3 separate regions of the Mus musculus genome follow, and regions 1 and 2 are each linked to region 3. The links are chromatin contacts, called in public HiChIP or PLAC-seq and Micro-C maps. All regions are on one chromosome and are shown on one strand. The core of a region is the stretch at or near the end of the contact, and the rest is flanking DNA. Distances in the headings are between cores, read along the strand shown. Region 1 overlaps Mcph1 (microcephaly, primary autosomal recessive 1). Region 2 overlaps Mcph1 (microcephaly, primary autosomal recessive 1). Region 3 overlaps Gm35934 (a long non-coding RNA gene).

Evidence for each region. Hi-C and Micro-C count contacts between places; a contact is called where the count stands out from the background. HiChIP or PLAC-seq counts read pairs in DNA pulled down with a chosen protein or histone mark.
Region 1: a contact with region 3 is called in an H3K27ac HiChIP or PLAC-seq map of embryonic stem cells, with 5 read pairs. The contact joins two enhancer-like sites. A contact is called at or near these places in 1 of 484 Hi-C or Micro-C datasets (embryonic stem cells), 1 of 115 datasets of contacts at active chromatin or transcription factors (embryonic stem cells) and 3 of 9 other capture datasets (adipose tissue, liver and pancreatic islet).
Region 2: a Micro-C map of trophoblast stem cells shows a contact between it and region 3, with 2.1 times the contacts expected there. The contact joins two enhancer-like sites. A contact is called at or near these places in 30 of 484 Hi-C or Micro-C datasets (the Ba/F3 cell line, the G1E-ER4 cell line, the HL-1 cell line and 22 more), 7 of 115 datasets of contacts at active chromatin or transcription factors (bone marrow-derived dendritic cells, bone marrow-derived macrophages, double positive thymocytes and 4 more) and 1 of 9 other capture datasets (embryonic stem cells).

Annotation. Positions count from the first base shown.
Region 1 is chr8:18,697,503-18,701,061 of GRCm38.p6, reverse strand. All of the region lies in intron 12 of Mcph1 (microcephaly, primary autosomal recessive 1), which reads right to left. It overlaps Angpt2 (angiopoietin 2), which reads left to right. Exons shown (of 9, transcript NM_007426.4): 6 at 1,893-1,994; 7 at 2,852-3,018. Among named protein-coding and RNA genes, the nearest start is that of Angpt2, 42 kb to the left of the region's middle. Within about 2 kb of position 1,426, at least 80 of the 459 cell types and tissues checked have an H3K27ac peak or open chromatin away from gene starts, as enhancers often do. A contact at or near this core is called in embryonic stem cells, where this site is marked.
Region 2 is chr8:18,766,133-18,769,732 of GRCm38.p6, reverse strand. All of the region lies in intron 12 of Mcph1 (microcephaly, primary autosomal recessive 1), which reads right to left. Among named protein-coding and RNA genes, the nearest start is that of Angpt2, 26 kb to the right of the region's middle. Within about 2 kb of position 1,827, at least 61 of the 459 cell types and tissues checked have an H3K27ac peak or open chromatin away from gene starts, as enhancers often do. A contact at or near this core is called in the G1E-ER4 cell line and trophoblast stem cells, where this site is marked.
Region 3 is chr8:18,896,415-18,899,928 of GRCm38.p6, reverse strand. The region is part of intron 1 of Gm35934 (a long non-coding RNA gene); the gene reads left to right. Among named protein-coding and RNA genes, the nearest start is that of Gm35934, 4.1 kb to the left of the region's middle. Within about 2 kb of position 1,763, at least 35 of the 459 cell types and tissues checked have an H3K27ac peak or open chromatin away from gene starts, as enhancers often do. A contact at or near this core is called in the G1E-ER4 cell line, embryonic stem cells and trophoblast stem cells, where this site is marked.

The DNA.
Region 1 (3,559 bases), core at 177-2,676, 200 kb after region 3:
TATTTATATAGTAGCAGTGACCCTCAACGTTGGGACTCTTGCTTTTGACTCCCACAAGATAAAATGATCCTCTAGGCAGGAAAAAAGCCTGCTTTAAATACCATCAGGCAACTAAGTGCACTGTGAAGATTTTAACACTAAGGAATCAGATATTAGAACGAGGGTGGGCTCACTACAAACATTTCTTCCCATTTACCAACAAGCCACTCAGGATGCTGGGGAGTTAATGTGTTTGCATAGCCATGGGGTCCTTACCCTAGTGCCCCACGTGAGGTTTTTATAAGACACTGTGTAAAACGGTGCAGCACTGGTCATCTGGTTGATCACAGGCAAATAAGATGAAGGATTCCTCATGAACTGACTTCAGTGGTAATCTGCCCGCCTATCAAAAGGTTCAAATTTCTCTGTTTTGAGTAGCATGCTGCCATGGAAAAGATATGACACAGGAATCAAGGAGACCATATTCAAATTCCTCTCACCTTTTGGCCCTGTGACTGACCAAATGAACCTGTGTCAAATCAATCATCTCTAGAGTGATGTGACATGGCAGGTAACTTGTGTGAGATATCTGACAAGTTGCGCACAAGAGAGTCAAACTGGTTAACTACAGAAACCAGCCCTTTATACACTGTGACAACTGGGGGTTCCTTCAGCAAATCTGTCCTGTGATAACCAGAACTCCAGCAAGTCTGTCATGTGTTTTTGAATAGTTACACCGAGGACACAGTGATTCTATTTCATGCCACCAGGCCTTTCTAAACCCAAGTCACTGCGGAGGGAAACAGGAGGCCAGGACCTTTGGAGTGGGGGTAGAATAATGGTGGAGAGAGGCCTCTCAGTAAAGCAGTCCACTGATGGTCTCAAGGACCATGTCCGACAGAGGACAACAACATGGAGGACAGTATGGATTCCTTTGGGTTTAGTTCCTTATAGGCAATATGAAGAAATAGGGTGAGAGGCTCATGTGGCTCTTTTAGCTCTAAATCACAAACACAGAGCAGCTATATTAAAGTTAACCCTGCAAAAATGGTCCTCCTAGGTCTCCAAAGACCATGGCACCGAACAAAGGAAGAATATTCACAACTGGTTGGGAAGCCTAATATTTCTACCATGTATGCTTTAGGGAAATTATCTTATTTTCTGGAAAACTTTTTTTCTTTTGGTTCTACTGTAATCTCATAAAGTATTTATATAATCTTATTTTCAGGGGGTTTTAATTTTTACAATAAAACTCCAGCTGAGTTGAAATTAAACATTCAAGCCCAAAGAATTTTGTGTTCCAGGCAAAAAATTTAAAGACCACTGAGGCAGTTTAAAAGCAGAAATACTGGGGAAAAATGCCGCAGGCAACAAAGGAAGTATGTAGAAGCCTGAAATCAAACCAGTGTCAGAGCTGCCTGGTCAAGCTGGGTCACATGGTGCTGGCGCTGCAGAAACCCCTCCCCCCAGGCCCTCACAGGCAGGAGAAACTGGCTTTCTCTGCGCACAAAGGAAGCCCAACAGCAGGAAAACATGGCGGGAGTTTGGTACCTTGTAGCTAATGGACACAGGGTGTAGCCAGCATCGAGGGTTGTCAGTGCTATGAACACAAGTCTGTGTTTTTCTAAAGATATGGGATTTGAGGAGAATCTGCCAGTTTCCCAGGTACAGGGAATCACTCTCAAAAACAATTATGGCGTGGGACTCTACAGCCAGAGCAGGAAGTTCCTTTTCACCAGTGACTCATGTGGTCTGACTGCTTGTGAATCATCATCATTTTAAAATCACTCTAAAGACCTGACAGCAACGATTCACTCCCCTGGTTACCACAGAGCCCCCTGGGAACACACCGCTGCTGTAGCAGCCTGGGTCACCAATGTTCAGCCTGCAGTAACTGTGTGCTTCTCCTGCAGGCCTACTGTGACATGGACGTGGGTGGAGGAGGGTGGACAGTCATCCAACACCGAGAAGATGGCAGTGTGGACTTCCAGAGGACGTGGAAAGAATACAAAGAGGTAAGGAAGTATGCACTAAGATAAGAAAGTACTTTCCTTTGGGAAAGCCAATTTCCCAAGTTCTTCAGAACTTTGAATTAACACAAATTCAGAACTGACCGATGGCTTCTGAAGAAGTTACTTATGATATGATTCTTTGTGCCCAGCCGTTTCTCTCTCTCTCTTAAAAAACATCGTAGTCAAAGGAACTGAAACGTAATACAGAGCACACTGGGTAAGCTGCTCTGTTGTCAGGCTTCCACAGCATAAATGTCACTACTATGGATACGGTTCATGGTACCCAGGTTGGTTCTGGCTGTTCCCAACAACAGCATCTCTGTTCATGGTTATCCCAGTAGCTTTAGCTATGTAACAGTTATATTTCTAAGAACAGCTCAGGTCCTTAAAACTGACTTAAAGAAAATCTATTTCCTGTGCTGGCATAAGATCCTTGCTGGGCAAGTGTGGGGACTTGATTTCGAATCCCCAGAACCCGTATAAGGCTGAACACATTAGCTCTCATCTGTAATCCTATGACAAGGGGAGACAAGGACAAGTGACTCCCCAGACCCCTGTGGGCCAGCTGGTCTTAGAATAACACAGTGGTGAAAGGGAAGCCTGCCCCAAATAAGGCAGAGAGTACAGCTAACATCCACGGTGCTGGTGACATCGCAGGCCCATGGTGGCATGTATTTACGACTCCTCTTCTATCTCTCAAAATTAAATAAAAAAAAAACAAAATCTTTTTCTGTGTGCAAGACCTTGCATTTGTACAGCCCAGGGCTAGGAGTACCATCCTCTCACCTAAGATGGTACTAAGGTGATGGATTCCAAACACAAGAACAAACAGCTGACTGACTCTACTCTCTCGGTTGCAGGGCTTCGGGAGCCCTCTGGGAGAGTACTGGCTGGGCAATGAGTTTGTCTCCCAGCTGACCGGTCAGCACCGCTACGTGCTTAAGATCCAGCTGAAGGACTGGGAAGGCAACGAGGCGCATTCGCTGTATGATCACTTCTACCTCGCTGGTGAAGAGTCCAACTACAGGTAAGCAAGTTGTCATGGAGCCACGACTGGGTCACACGGAACTGCTGCTTCTCGGGGGCATCACCGTCTCTCAGTTCCTCTAGTTTCAAAATCCTAGCTTTGGCTAGAGATGTTAACTCACTGGAGTAGCACTTGCCTAGCATGGTCAAGACCCTAAACCAGTCCCTAGGACTGAAAGATGAACAGATAGATCACTGAGACAGACAGGCAGATCATAGCTTTCTACCTGTGGTTAGACAATGTGCAGAAAACTGGGAGGGCAGTTTTGCATCTGTTGCTTTCCTGTGTGTGTTCTGAGTGGAGAGGCTTCTCGACAGGCCGTGTGTAATGAGATAGCCGTTTGATAGATACGGTATGTAAGGAGAGACAGACACCTGGGGCATACTGTCTTCTTACCTAAGATATTAAATTAAAAGTTAGCCCGTGTTTTGAAGGTCAAACACAGCTAACAGTTGTGCTCAGTCCCAAATTAAGATGCAGAACACACATCTGAGTCACAGCACCTCCTTGGATGTCAGCTCATCCCCATCTGGCTGCTGAC
Region 2 (3,600 bases), core at 578-3,077, 130 kb after region 3:
CTAGTGTGGGTAGGGAGAAAGAAGGGAAGAGCTGTAACTGGCAGAGAGCAGGGTCAGAAAGCACTTCAAATGCCACATACTCTGGCATGACCTTGAACCTGCCAACAAGAGGAAATTTAGCAGCAGGGTGGAATTTGATGGTGTCTGTTTTCTAAGACACATTTAAAGGACCAATAAAAGCAGAGTCAGGCATACAGAAAGCAAAAGGCAGTGATCCTCATATATAATGGGATATACATGAAGAACAAAGGTTTTGGACTCTGACAAGGGACTGAGGTGCATATTTTACATACCAAAGCAGACCTGGCCCCAAGGTTGCCTGGCATCCCTCAGTCCCTAATTAGCATACATAATTAGCATACCTAATTAGCATATAATATCTTATATAGATAAAGGATATTTGGTGCCTCTCTCTTCTCCACTTCTCTCTCTGTGTGTATGCTCCGCCCCCTCTGTTTCTCCATAGTGACTTTCCTGGCCTTAGATCTTGGGGGCCAGTGAACTCACCTATCTTTATGAGAGAGCAGAGTCTCAATAAATCTGCATTTAATATAACCTACTTTGCTTTGAATTGGCTCATTTCACCTGCAGAGAGATAATCTCTCAAGTATCACCAGGAAGGTGCCCTCATGCCAGGTAGTGAATGAAGCCCCACCCTGCTGGCGCTGGCTCTTAGCCCTTAGGCAGTTAGTTAATGCCTGATCTGTGGGATCTGCGCATGCTCCTTCCTGAGGCACGACTCTGCCTTGTCACCTGTCTCCACACAGGCTTGGTTACTAGCCGTGAACTGGTCACCAGCCTCACATCCTGCAGGATACACAGCAATTCAGATAGGACCTGGGTCCTGCCTTCCCTTATCCCCGCCCCCCCGCCCTCCCTCCCTCCTCTCCATCGGATCCCATCCCAGCACTTCACTCAAGTGCTACCAGGAGCAGTCACTTGACAGAAAACTCACAGGTATTTAATACACCCACCATGTGGTGCCAGGGTGGCTGGAGATTTTTACACATCTCAAAGCACCATCTAGACCCGAGTTTTCAGACAGAAACAAAAAACAAGACAGAAACTCAATGATTTCTGCATATGAAACAAAACGGTGTCAGTCAGCCCGAGATATTTCTCAAACTTTTTAATGCTGTGGGTCTATCATTCAGTTCCCGTGGCCAAAAGCCAATAGAAAACAGAGAAACAAACCACAGCGCTTCTCATCTTGATTGTCTCTATACGATTCCCTGATTCCCCAGAGCGACAGTTACCATTTCAGGCAGATTCTCATTTTATTTCACGTTTCCTTGTTTTGTAAGTTGATAAGTACAAAAAAAGTATCAATATGGTTAAGGGGAGGCTGCCCGACCTGCTCTGTTTAATCCTCATAGCTTATCTTTAAAAAATGTACACAACCTGTACATTTTTTTAAAAAATTACACAATCTTTTTAAAGCTCTGTGTCATTTCCTACCCCACCTGACCCTCGTGACTCTGCAAAAAAGAAAAAACAAACCAGAAGATAAAAGTCAGCGCAGGGAAAGCTACCAGTGGCGCTGCCAACAGCAGATGACTCAAGCGGCACCTGAGAATTTGTTGTGCTTGTGTGTTCTGAGGCTCCGAACTTCCTGCTTCAATAAAATACCAAACAAGTTGTGCTTCCTTCACAAATAAGCTATTACATCAAGCCCTGTTCCTATAATTTCACGGTTTTGTCTCCATTCCAACATTTTCTTTGGCAAATGTAGAAACATTCTAATTAAAGTGTGCAGGAAAACAAGAGTCACCCAGCGCGGGAAGACCACGCAAAGGCACATTCGCGCCTTTCTCGCTTACGCTGTGCTCAGCTCTGCTTTAAAACAGTTGGGGACGGCGACACGCAGTCCCTGACTAATTCCTAGGTAATGGTTTGAAGAAGCCCTGAGTCACTTGGGAAAAAATTCCAAAGGTATCAATAATTCCTGTCACAAGCTTCGCATTCCTGAAGAATATCCTTCCGTCTGCCCTAGGAGGAAGGCATTCCTCTTAGGTCAACACGTAACATCAAGGTTTCTTTTTAAGATATTGAAACGAGGAAGAGGCCTTCCTATTTATATGACTGCGGAAGTGGGTTGGAAGCCAAGTTGAAAGGACAGCCTCATTTCCCAGGAGCTCTTTACATTTTCGCTTTTATGAAGACCTTTAAAAGCCCCACTTGTATTTACTTTGAGAAATATCAGCCGGGCGTGGTGGCGCAATATCATCTAAATAGGGCCAGGGGTGGGGTGGGGTATAAAATACATAGCTTAAGTAGCTAGAAGCCAGCAGCACTGTACCCCATTCTCTCTGTCCCCAGCTAAGCAGGGGCAATTGTGCATTTTGCTTTTCGGTCATAAAGCACCGTGCTGTGCGATGCTGTCCTCCAAGCATAACAGCTATTTTAACCAGAGAGATTGTGACCACTCACAAGAGAACCTCAAGGTTCTAGCATTGACATTACCAACAAGAAGGAAGCAGTGGGAAGGGTTATGGGACCCGTACCTGAGAGTTCCACTTGTCCCTCTGGTGTCTAGCTCCCAGCCTGTTTAATTCTGCCCCGGCTGCACATGGTCTCCTGGTCTTCGGAAGTGGTAGCTAGCATACACAGAGGGCTAAGTGAGTGTATGAGAGCTCCACACATGTGTCTATGCAGCTACATGTCATCCATATGGAGCATCCATGCTAGACTGAGACTTTCTGGGGATGTAGCTGACTTGGGGTTACCCACATTTCTTTTAAGCAAGGGCAGTCATTCTATTGGTCCTCCAAGCTGGACTTGAGTGGTATCCTCTCATCACTTGGGCCTGATTGGTGGCCTGTCTGGGAGATAAATATGTTTCTGTTCACATCTCCCCAGGCAGAGTTTGTACAACACACTGTATTTTGCAAAGTCACAAGCTAAATCACATTTGATGGGTAAGCCACAGCTGGGGCTGTCTCTAAGGAGTCTGACCACATTCTCCAAGTGCTGGTTACCTCTTAGTTCTACAGAGCAGAGGGGCACCCACAGTAAGGTCACACTCTCACATGCTTCTCAGATGATGGATTATGGTGGCTGATACTACTGCTGTCCTGAGGTCACTGACAAGCCATGTTTCACCTACATGCCCCAATGTCTTCAGCTGAATAGCAAGAGATGAGGTTTCATCTTCTTCTCTTGCATGGGAAGCTGAAATGGTCTTCCAGAGGCTTCCTCACTCAAGGGAGAACTCTGCTTTACACTGTCAAGGGCGCTCTCCAGGGACATTCACCTTACAGCTATCGGCCATTCTCCTGGCAAGAGTCAGGGGGAGGAATGGAGGCACAGGGTGGGGGTGCAGGAGCTGGTCCACACTCTTCCTGGGCCCTCAGCTCTGACACTCTTGTTCTGTACTGGGGCTCTGCTGCTGTCCCTTCCAAGAGCTACACTACAGACACCCTTTCCCAACCCCGGCTCATCAAGTGGACCTTTGGAAAGCTTTGTCTTGGGAAGGGTCCCACTGAGGGTCTTGACTGGGCCTCATGTTGGTCACTCTTATGTCCATTCCTCATAGTTGTGTTTATGGTGCATGTGGGGGATCCTCCCTTCATTGAGGGGGCTCTGAAATACTGAGATAAT
Region 3 (3,514 bases), core at 514-3,013:
GGAGCAGAGCTGATTATAAGTTAAGTGTGTTCCAATGTATATGCGTGTGTGTGTGTGTGTGTGTGTGTGTGTGTGTGTGTGTGTGTGTGTGTAGCACTTATACACACACGAGCACTCGATGACCTAAACTATCCTGAGGGATCCGAGCAAATACTACTCCTAGCTTTCTTTTTAGAAAGATGGGCTAAACTTGGTCATCGTGGAACATGCCTTCAATCTCAGCACTTACGAAGCACAGAAAGGAGGATTTCAAGGTCAAGGTGAACCTTGACCTGGGCTACATAACAAACCCTGACTCAGAAAACCCAAAGTCCCAAAAAAAAAAAAAAAAAAAAAAAAAACATAAAAGAGAGAGAGAGAAAAAGGGAAGAATTGGCTCGATAGGAGCAGCAGCGCCCTCCCCACAAAGGTGCCCGCCAGAAGGGAGGGCTCATTGACTGTGGTGGCGAGGCTCCCAGGGTCTGCTCTTCTCTCTGCTGTGTAGTATTTTCATCTTTGTGTGTAAGCCACTGTTTCCGAACTTGGATTCAGAACTATTCAAAAACTCAACTGTCAGCTTTTTTCCATGACCACTAGGTGGTGCCAAATCCCCGGTCGGTGTTCCACTTCAACTAGGAAACTAGAAGCGAAGCCCAAATGTAGAACAGAACTATACAATGAACAGGATGGGGGAGAAAAATGTCCTGAACCCTAAAGCCAGTCTTGGAGTCGTCGCAAAAGGAACCCCCTCAGTGGAAGCCCTTGCAGTAGGGTAGCCCCTCTTCCATGGTGCACGTTCCATAGGAGCTCCTGGTGCAGCCCACCTCTCTGACCCTGATCGCCCCGATTTCTCGTTCTCTGTGATTGGCTGCTCTCCCGCACAGGAAGTCGGAGCTGTTTACAGCTTCTACATCCACAAAGGGGCCTTTCCCCAGAGATGGCCAAAGGTAGCTCACTCATTGTGTTTACCAGGCTGACTGTAAAACTTTCAATACTAGCTGTCCTCTGGTGGCAGCCCCAGGGTGGCCGTGGGGCTTGGGGAGGTGGCTTCATTCACTGCCTTGGGGAAACTGACTTTCTGGGCAAGTTACTGAGAGAGGTCTTATCTGCAGCTTTCCCTTGCTCCCTCCCCCTGAGGTGAAATACCTTACCAACTCAAGTGTAAATAACAAAGACAAGAAGACAAGGTGGGGAGGGGTGCGGAGGGGTGGGGAGGGGTGGGGAGGGGTGGGGAGGGGTGCGGAGGGGTGGGGAGGGGTGGGGGTGGGGGGAGGGCGAGGCAGGTGGGAGCCTTCTCCTCCAGCACAAAGGGCCCGACTAACACTCCTACCACAACAGACAGATTACAGATTGGCAAGAGAAAAGCATAATCAATTTACTTAATGGCAGATTTATGGATGCCGTAGAGAATGAAGCCCTAAAGACTGTAGGGGAAATCCTTTAGGTTTCTGTTGCCTTTGGATGAGGGATGGACAGCCACATTGGAATGTGACTGAGTCGAGATCTGACCTAATGTGACAGATAGAGGGAACCTTCAAAACCTACAGCATCTCTTCCTTCCCACCCACTTGAGAGGCAAGGCACCTCCAGGTTCTAGGCTCTCTTGGGGACTCTAGGACTTTTGGTGGGAAGGGCAGGTTAGGTGACAGGACACAGAAAGACTAGACCCCAATGTTTTGGGAATCTTTCCTGGGTCACCCTGCCTGCCCTGTTAACTGTCCAAGGAAATTCCACCACAAGCCAGTCTCAGCAGGTGTTGAGGGCAAGGCTGAAAGCCCCTCCCTCCAGGAAGCTCTTTTGTCAGCTCAGCTGTGGTCACAAAGTAACCAGGTGGGCAAGTCTACTAGAGACAGCTCCACCTTACAGTTCTGGAGGCTGGGACCAAAAACAAGGCTAAGTAACTCTATGGATGACGGCCTGCAGGGCACACACAGCCCTGTAACCCCTTATTCCTTGTCTTAGTTAAGTGATAACCATAGCTTGTGTCTAAATAATCCAGCACAACTGATCCCTTGTCTAGTTGACACAAACGTCACTGTTAAGTCACCACCTTTCCTTTCTTTTTCACCCAAGACCACAGATCACATCAATATAAATATCACAATATAAAACATTCATAAACTTAAAAAGTCTGTCTTTTTACAAATACAGAAACTTGGGGCTGGAGAGTTGGCGCAGTGGTTAAGGGCACTGATGACTGCTCTTCCAGAGGTCCTGAGTTCAATTCCTAGCAACCACGTGGTGGCTCACAACCATCTGTAATGGGATCTGACACCCTCTTCTGGTGTGACTGAAGAGAGTGACAGTGTATTAAAAACAAACAAACCAACAAACAAAAAGCAAACAAACAAAAAAACAAATACAGAAACTTTAAAACTCACTCTGTTTAGAAGTCCAAAGTCTCTTTTAAAAGATAAATCAAAGATAAATACTTTCTTACTTCGAGAAGGAAGAACCAGGGCACACTCACAATCAGACCAAGGCAAAACCACTCCCCAACTGTGTAAGTAACTTAATGTCTAATGTCTGGGATTCACTCACAATTTTCTGGGGCCCCTCAAAGGGCTCGGTCACTTCTCCAGCTCCACCCTCTGCAGCACACACAGCTTGTCTTCTCAGCCTCTGTGGCTCTACTCCACCGCGGCTGTAGTTCTTGGTGGTCATCCTGTGGTACTGTCATCTCCAAAATGCTAGGGTCTTCTGCCGCAACTGGGCTGCACTCTCACCAATGACCTTTCCTGGTCTCTCACAGTGCTCTCCGTGACTCCTTCATGATTTCAAAATTGCTACCACCCGGGTAACTCTTCCATGACCAAATTGGGCCACCAAGATGAGGTACAACCTTGGCTACCTCTGGAACATAGCTTCAGCATACTGACTCTCAAGAAACACTTCCCAGATTTTGCCTCTCTGATACCAGTCTCTTCTTAGTCAGAAGAACTAAGTCACTGTTAATTTCTCAGCTCCAGCTGACGAGCATCCATTGCCCCAGACAAGCACAGGTTTTACTTCAGTGACTCTAGTCTCTTTTTTTTTTTTTAAGATTTATTTATTGATTATATGTAAGTACACTGTAGCTGTCTTCAGACAGTCCAAAAGAGGGAGTCAGATCTCGTTACAGATGGTTGTGAGCCACCATGTGGTTGCTGGGATTTGAACTCTGGACCTTTGGAAGAGCAGTCGGGTGCTCTTACCCACTGAGCCATCTCACCAGCCCTAGTCTCTTGTTAATCACAGCTAATTCTTCAGCTCCAGCTAACCAGAACCACAGACTCTTTACACAAATAGCCCAGTAGAGTCTTTGCTTCCCTATGAAACTTTACAAGCCAGGCCTCCATTGTCTGCGCTGCCTACAACATTCTTTTTTTTTTTTTTTTAAGATTTATTTATTGATTATATGTAAGTACACTGTAGCTGTCTTCAGACACTCCAGAAGAGGGAGTCAGATCTCGTTACGGATGGTTTCGAGCCACCATGTGGTTGCTGGGATTTGAACTCAGGACCTTTGGAAGAGCAGTTGGGTGCTCTTACCCAC